2 separate regions of the Zea mays genome follow, and region 1 is linked to region 2. The links are chromatin contacts, called in public Hi-C maps. All regions are on one chromosome and are shown on one strand. The core of a region is the stretch at or near the end of the contact, and the rest is flanking DNA. Distances in the headings are between cores, read along the strand shown. Region 1 holds the start of LOC100273648. Region 2 holds the start of LOC103636540.

Evidence for each region. A called contact is a pair of places that touch in the nucleus more often than the background predicts.
Region 1: a Hi-C map of tassel shows a contact between it and region 2, with 2.2 times the contacts expected there. The contact joins the promoter of LOC100273648 here to the promoter of LOC103636540 in region 2. A contact is called at or near these places in 2 of 25 Hi-C or Micro-C datasets (leaf and tassel).

The regions. Positions count from the first base shown.
Region 1 is chr8:176,698,320-176,702,569 of Zm-B73-REFERENCE-NAM-5.0, forward strand. It overlaps LOC100273648, which reads right to left and starts at 2,816. Exons shown (of 3, transcript NM_001148062.2): 1 at 2,134-2,816; 2 at 1,765-1,808; 3 at 234-1,183. The coding sequence starts at 2,270. The coding sequence ends at 576.
Region 2 is chr8:176,548,502-176,552,502 of Zm-B73-REFERENCE-NAM-5.0, forward strand. It overlaps LOC103636540, which reads left to right and starts at 1,881. Exons shown (of 1, transcript NM_001150410.2): 1 at 1,881-2,758. The coding sequence starts at 1,944. The coding sequence ends at 2,468.

The DNA of each region.
Region 1 (4,250 bases), core at 1,566-4,065, 150 kb after region 2:
TATTTGGATCTCCCAAAGAATCCTAACCATTAGATCAATTAATCAATAACGCAGATCGTCGTACCTCTATTTAGATCCGACGCTGTCACGTTCGTCGGTGAAGATCTGCGCTAGAACAGCGACGGTCAGGGAAGCGAGCTCGATGAGCGGTGAACTTTTCGTTGCTGACAGCCTCCCTCTAGATCAGTTAGGATTGGGGGAATTAAAACAATAGGTACTGTGAATCTTGTACTGAGCCGTCAACTCCCACCTCTTTATTTATAAGCTTCGCAACAAGGCCCACCAACCTCACCTTGTGCTGGACTCTATCGATCAAGCCGTGAGGTCAAAGACCTAGTTTGTCATTGGGCTAACCGGTGGAGATCAATTCTAACACGGTAGGGCAATAGGATTTGAAGTGTTCCGTACTATCACGAAATATAGTACTAGTATCCAACAGTATATTTGGTTACCAGAAAATTGTGTAACAAGATTCTCAGATGCGAAAAGATCGAGTATCAACACTTGGAAGATTGAACAGATTATACGGACACGTGTAGGAGTGGGCCGCGACAGCTCCTCTCAGCTCTCATCCTTCATCGATCCAGCACGCGCTGACGCGCCGTACGCCCGCCATGCCTCCGCTCCGCTCCAAGCCTCCACGCGCTCGTGGTAGGGCCGTGCGAATTCCAGCGCGCGGCACGGAAAAAGCCATGCACAGTCTCAGCATCCCCAGGCAGCGGACCCAGCCGGCAGCCGGTCAGAGTGGTAGGCCGCCACTGGCCACGGCCAGCACGCGCCGCTGCAGAGCGCAGATCCCGCCCATGCGCGCGGCGAGAGGACCACGACACCGCGCGCGCGCGCGCAGCGCAGCGCAGGCGAGACCGCGAGAGCCACCCCGCCCGGTGCAATAATGGAGCGTAGGCCCAGCGCGCCTCGGCCGGCGCTCTCGATCCTTCGCTGGCTGGCTGGCTGGCTGCCTGCCTGCTTGCTCGGACTGCGCTCATGGCATGTAGAGGCGGTTGCCGCACTTGCACCTCCACGCCTCCGGGTAGTACTCGGTAGTGACGGGCACGCCCGGCGGCACGGCCACGTGCACCGGGTAGCAGGGGCTGCAGTCGCCGCACTTGGACGTGCACCGTGGCGGGTATGACCCCGGACCATCCGCCAGCAGCCGCCGCCATTGCCCACCCGTGTAGCACCCCTGCAGCGCGAGTAGCAAGAAGAATAACGAACCATATCATGAGTTCTGAATGCTGGGGGCTGAGGGTACGTCGCGTCGCGTCGCGCACTCGTGGAACGTACGTACCATTCGGCCGGCGGTAAGGTCGCTATCGTGGGTACGTACGGTGGTGTTGCATTGCCAATGCATCGACCGATGGACACAGCAGTGACGTATGGTCAAAAGGCCATGGGACCCGGCGGCGAAGGGCTGTCGGACGGACGGGGCTGCGAGCAGCTGGCATGGCCGTGCCTGTGCCTGTGAATGCATGATCGAGCGCTACTGGCCGGGAGCTGGCTGCAGTGCGTGCGTGCGTGCAGCAGCAGCCATGGCGGAGCCGGGTGCGTTTGGCGTTTCCTCTGTCGCTCTCTGTTACGTGGGTTTAATTAGATTTGATGGCGCATCGTCATGAATGCGGTGGATCCCGGAGCAGAAGATTAGTATTATGAACAGGACAACCAGCTAATCACAAGTCGGTTTGATCTCTGCGCTGTCCCATCGCCATCGTCGCGCAGTGGAGAATATAGGTAGTAGTAGCTGAGATCGGGGAGATGGATTCGCACCTGATTGCCGCAAGGTGCTGCCGCCCGTCCTCGTCTCCAGGACTCTGAAGAGCAAATCAAGCAAGAAAGAAAAAAAAAGAGGACAATGAAGTTACAACTAGTAAATGCAGTGAAGCGAAGACCAATCCGGTGCTAGACGAAGACGAGTGCAGGCAGCTGCGCGCATGTATAAAGAACAAAGAACACAGCATGACGAAGCAACTAGTACGTGAATGAACCTTGGCAAACATGAACCGTGGACGAGAAAGGCGTCACTCACACCAATGACTATGCAGAGCAGGTCACCAGAGAGAGAAGCACACGAAAGAGTTGCCGAAACGCGGCAAGCAAGCATCTGCATAGTAGTGAGGACATCTTTCGTTCGTTTACCTGAACGGAGCAGCACAGTACAGCCACTGCAGGCCCAAGGCCGAACGCCGCAGAGGTAGAGGCAGAGGCAGAGGCAGACGGCGACGGCGAGGCACAGCCCCGCCAGCTTTAGCATGGATCTGCCACACCGCCTCCATCTCCGCCTCCCCCTGGACATGGACCACTCCATGGGATGGGCCTGAGCAGCACCCCTATTTCAAGACCCTGATTGAAGCCGCAGCAAGCAAGCAAGCAAGCTGCAGGCAGCCAACAAGTTTAGGAAGCACGAGGAAGGGGAGGGGCGTGTACTCCCGCTGGCTGCGCGCCCTCGGTGTCTTGTTAAAGGCCCCTCTATTCTCAGGCTGGGACGCCACTGTAGCCACGTCAGATCTCAGCGCGGCTCCCGCAGACAGACCGGACTACACCTGATCGCTGGCCAAGTTTGATAGATCGGCGAGACTGCGACCATACATACAGTGCATACATACAGGCTACAGAAAGAGAAGAGCGTGCATGCATGCAGGGTAGGCAGGCAACTAGGCAAGCGGTGGCACTAGCTGCTGCTGCCTGCTGCGTACACTGAGTCTAGTAGTGGACTTCAGGTCGACGGGGTCACTTCAGGTAGACTTGTACTGGTTGTGCGTGTCTGAGACTCTGAGTGACCGCCCGGCTAGAGATGGATGGATGTCAATCGGCTAGTCGCCAATTGTGCGCCGGTCGGTCGTCTTGCGCTTTGCTACCCGGAGCGGGGGGTGAAAAGGAAGGACGCGCGGCGGTGGAGCCATGCATGGCCCGTGGATCGGAGGAGCTGATGCATCCATGTGCGCCCGTAAAAGCAGCCTGCGGTACTCGACAGAGAAGGGTCCAAGCCGCCCAGGCCCAGGCGGGCAGTGGTCCAATCCGACAGCGAGATTCGCCTTAACGACGAGGGTCTGGTAATCTGCTGGTCGTCCTTGGCGCTGACGACGAATCATGATGTTTAGGGTTATATAATACTAGATATCTACCTGTGCGTTGCCACGAGAGTTAAATAACTACACGTAGATAGTTAAATTTTTAACTTATCTTATGTTGCACAAGCTGAAGCACATATTCATACACAAATCATATATCGTTTATCACCAGTCGCACCTTCAGCCTTCGGCTCCATCTAGTTGAATAAATTTGGCCGTGGCCGTGGTCGTGTTCTACGACCGCGCCGGGACGGGGAACGCGCACAGGCAGAGGAGCAGCAGCAGCGCGCTCATCCTCAGTGCATGCACAGGCGGCCGCCGCATTGTGTCTTTCACTGTGGATAGACGACGGAGAAGGCGGCGGCAACGGACACGTATGTGTCCCCGGTCTACATGACGTAGGTGACGAGCGTCGTGGCGTTGTCGGCGGCGGCCGGGCACTGGCAGAAGACGGGGAACGTGACCATGGTGCCAACGTCGAGGTCGGTGGGCACCAGCGTGGGGTTCATGCGCTCCACGGCCTTGTACTGCGTGAGGTTCTGTAGCTTGGTGGTGGAGACAATCCAGTATGTGTCCCCTGGGCCGATCTGGTACTGCATCGGCGCGTACGAGCTGGGGGACCGAGAGGGGCAGCCGCACTGGAGCGGCACGAGCAGCGGCTGCCCGTTGGCCGGCGCGGTCGTCGTGGAGAGGTTGTTGGCGTGCGCGACCATGAAGCGACTGACGACGAAGAGGTCACCGATGGCACGAGATCGAGCGGCACACCCGCGAAGCCGGCGCGGTAGAGTGCGTACACTTGGCATGGGTACATGCGGTTGGCGGTGCAGTTGAACCCCTCGACGGACGCCGGCGCGGCCGTGGCCATGGTCGTGTTCTGCGACCGCGCGCGTCGGGGCGAGGAACGCGCACATGCAGAGGAGCAGCAGTATGTTCAACCTCAGTGCATGCAGCAAGACAACGACGATCGCAGAGCCTCAAAGGAAACACGATGGGTGGCGCCTCGCTAGGTTCCTCCCGCCCAGCCCCGTCAGTGCTTGCATAGTGTTTCTTAGTGCATAGTGGTTGATGACCTAAATTAAAAAGTATATATGGCTAATTGTTTTTGTGCGAGTACATATTAGATTTTGTTGGATTTGTGGTTTTTGTCTAGCTGATTTTATTCTCGAACTGGAAATTGTAGATTGT
Region 2 (4,001 bases), core at 631-3,130:
AGATACTGCTTGCAGCGTCAACACGACGACGTCGGGGATAGAGATCGCCTAATAAGACAAGAATGAACATTATAGATTGATTTTAAATTTTATATATTATAATATAAATAGGGCCTTGGTATAAACATCTTTTCAGCAACTCATAATTAAACCAATCCACTGAAGATCATCAATTCAGCTATAATTGGGCGTACCAATGATTTGGTCAGGTACGTACCTTAACATCGAACCCAGCCTGGTACGGTAACCGTGTCTCAGCTTATTATCTTGGAACAAAATGAAGCCGCGGAGGCTTCCCCTCATCTGCCCATGCACGCACGCACCGGCCGGCAGCGCTAGATGTTTCGACCGCAGCACGATTATGCTATGCCGGGCCGCAGTCCAGCGCGGCTGCGTCCCAAACCGCCGACGAAACTAACCTTGAGGCAGCTACCTCCCCGGAGATCCGGCCGGATGCTCCCCCGCCAAAATCTCCGGCTCCCGCAGCGAGATCGCACGGCCGACAACGTACGCGTCCCCGCCCCGCCCGCCCGTACGGTGGCGACGAGCCCTGGCGGCCGGCAAGCGTGTCGAGCCAGGCGAGGCTTAGCTTGCTTTTGTCGCGCCCGGGCTGGCGCAGCAGCGCCCTCGGCTCCCGGGCTAATGCGGATTTGGGCGGCGGTTTGGCAGCGTCGGCGTGCCAGCCAGTTCGTCGTGCGCGGCTACCACCACCCATCAGCACCTTCCACAGCCACGTACCCAACGTTTATGTCGTGTCTCCACTCTTGGTCTTGGCGCCGCGTAGATCGGCATCAGCTTGGGGATGGGGTGAGTGACTTCTTTTCCGTCGAAAATTCCCTCTCCACTCGTCGTACCTGGAACGTAGTACTAGTGTATCTTTGGGTTAATAATTCGAGGCAAAATCACCATGCTTATCACAAGAACATCGTGTCAATTTACATATATATTTGAGTCCAGTACTCCAGTGTATCTACCAGTACCAGTATATACGCACCCTTCTTCTACAGACTACACTCAAAATGCACGCTAGTATTATTCCACTGTACTACCATCAGGAATGTTCTCCTTGAGAACCATAACAGGTGAACCACTGTTTATTCCTAATCACTGTGAATGGGCTCCTTCGTGGTACCTTCCGGGGTGAGATCAGAGAGGGGCACAAACCATGCATGCTAATATCCTAACGAGTTCGAATTATTGGATTCGTAATAATCTATAAGGCCTTGCCAATCGAGAATACGTCCAAAGGAATCTATGGAGAACCAAACAAACACGTATCCAGTCATGCAGAGCACTAAAAATAATCGACCATGCAGGGCCCAGGGAATACGGTGCACGGTGCAGGACACCTTTGTCCTGCGGCGCGAACGTTATATGCTCCATCGATAATAATGCTAGAACTACTACACGGATATCGATCGTTACACGAAATTCGTGTGGGAAGTAGGATTATTAGGCTGTCTTTAGCAGCTCTTTTATCCTATTTTTTATTTTTTATTTTACTATGTACAAGACTGTGGGTACCTTGGCAACCATTGCTCTTTAGTTCTTGCCGAATCATTTAGACTTTATTCGTTTATTTCTACGCCACATGAATTCAATAGAATTGAAAAAAACATATATTAACTTGCTATGAATTTAAACCTACAAATTCCCTCCAATCCACATGAATTTGAGTGGACCCTTACCATTATCCAATCCCCAAGCCAGCGAGATAGCTATGACTTTAAAAGATGCCAGCACGGCACAATCACAACCCCCCTCCCCCAGGGTCCACTCCCACTTGGCGCGCTATATATACCATGCGAGCAGCTGGCCTCCGGCACTCCCACCCATCAGGACTCATCCCCACCAGTTGCAATCAATCAGCTAGCGCCTAGCAGGAGCAGCAAACCAATCAAGAAGCCCCCACGTCCACCACCGACGACGAAGACGACAGCGTCATGGGCAACAGCTTGCGGTGCTGCCTGGCCTGCATGGTCCCCTGCGGCGCCCTGGACGTGGTCCGCGTCGTGCACCTCAGCGGGCGCGTCGACGAGTTCAGCTGCCCGGTGGCCGCGGCAACCGTGCTCGCCGCGAACCCCGCCCACACGCTCACCACGGCGTGGTCCCCCTCCGGCGCGCCAGGGTGCGGCTCCCGGAAGCTCGCCATCGTGTCGCCCGACTCCGACCTCAAGCGCGGCCGCATCTACTTCCTCATCCCGTCCGCGACCCTGCCCGCCGACCGGAGGAGCAAGAAGCAGAGCAGCAAGCGGCCGAGCCAGAGCCAGAGCCAGAGCCAGAGCCGCCTCCGCCACCACGCCAAGAAGCAGAGCGCCGGTGGCACGGCGGAGCAGGACAACTACCTGAGGGAGCTGCTCTCCGAAAAGGCCGCGTCGGGCGGCGGTCACCGGAGGCGGCGCAGCGGCGCCCGCGTCGGCGTGTGGAGGCCGCGGCTCGAGAGCATCGTCGAGGAGGCCTCCGACTAGATCGACGGCGGCTCCAAGAGCTCTCGGTCTTATATTCTTTTGGTTTTCCTTCTGATCTGCCGATGCGAACACCACGACGATCGGTCGAGGACCGAGTCTCCGGCAGGCTCTCGCCTCACGATCCCCCCTCGACACTGTGTTGCGTTGTGTCCAGGGATGAGCGGTCTTAGCTCGGGAGATGAGGGGGAAAACTGTGACAAAAATAACTGCTTATAGCAGCACCAACCTGTACAGGAAGATTTTGTTCAGTTCATCCAAAATTTCAAACACATTTCTCGGTTGTCCACTTTTCTCTGTCTGCCTTGTTTGTTCCTACTCGAAACGAAAACTAACATGGAGACAGCTCAATGGGTAAATTAACTTTTTTTTAAAAAAAACTTGCGTCGTTGTAATCAGTTCTAAATCGACATAACATGGGCCACACGTCGGGGATTGTGTTCTTCTCAGAGTCACTCACAGGCCATTTCGGTGTGCGCAATAGCACATGCAGTCGCATAATTTGGAGAGAGGTTCGATGGGTTCGTCCGATTCCCACGTCAGTGTCCTACTTTCTCTATCCTGGAATATAAATAATCTACTTTTGTCCTAAGTCAGACTATAGTAATTTTGATCAAATTTATAAAAGAATCATTTAATTAGATATATGATAAAAATTTATCTTTTATCTTTTGATGCGGTAGATGCTAATATTTTATAATAGAATCTTTCGATAAAGTTTGATATAGTTTGGCGTAGGATAAATTTAGATCTTTTTATATTTTAGGACGGAGGGGAGCCTCCGTTTGGATGTTGATATTGAAGAACAAGGAATTAAACCGGGTTCAATACCAAATCAATCATGGTGGTGCTCTTTATTGGAAAAGTGAGTTTCTAGTTATAGTCTCTAATTCTAAACCTCAATTCTATACACAATCAAACAACAGAATTTTAGAAAGCTAGTTGCAATTGTTAATTCCGTGCTCTATCCAAACGGGGTATTAGAGACCGCCAATATAACATGTACCAGCGGATGAAGCAGCTGTGGCATTGGGCAATGATTCGGTCTTTGGGCCGAAAGGCCTTTTGGGCGTCATGCTTTGTTTAGGACGAAGTGCAAACGGCTTGTGGTGTGGTCTCTGGGCCCGTACAGGAGGCATACGAAGTAACGAAACTGTGTATGTGCCAGTTGACTTGAACATATTAATTTGCAGTCAACTTAGTCTGAAAGTTTATCATTATATTAGTAGAGGCAAAACTGTTCTCACCATCGGAGATGGTGCTCTGCCACTTCGCAAGAACTCAAGGAAGCTCGTATAGCAATTACTATACTCTTGTTGACGCTTTTTTGGAGCGTCAAATACTTAAGAAGAACCGGCGGCGGTGCTCTCTGGTTAGGCGCGGACGGTCTGCGACCTGGGACCGGACGGTCCGCGACCTGGCGCAGGGCCCGGGTCCTCTGCCTGACGACCGGACGGTCCGCGCCCTGGGGGCCGGACGGTCCGCGCGTGCGCAGGGGTGGCGGAAGTCGCCGGCGGCGGCCTGGATCTCGCTCCC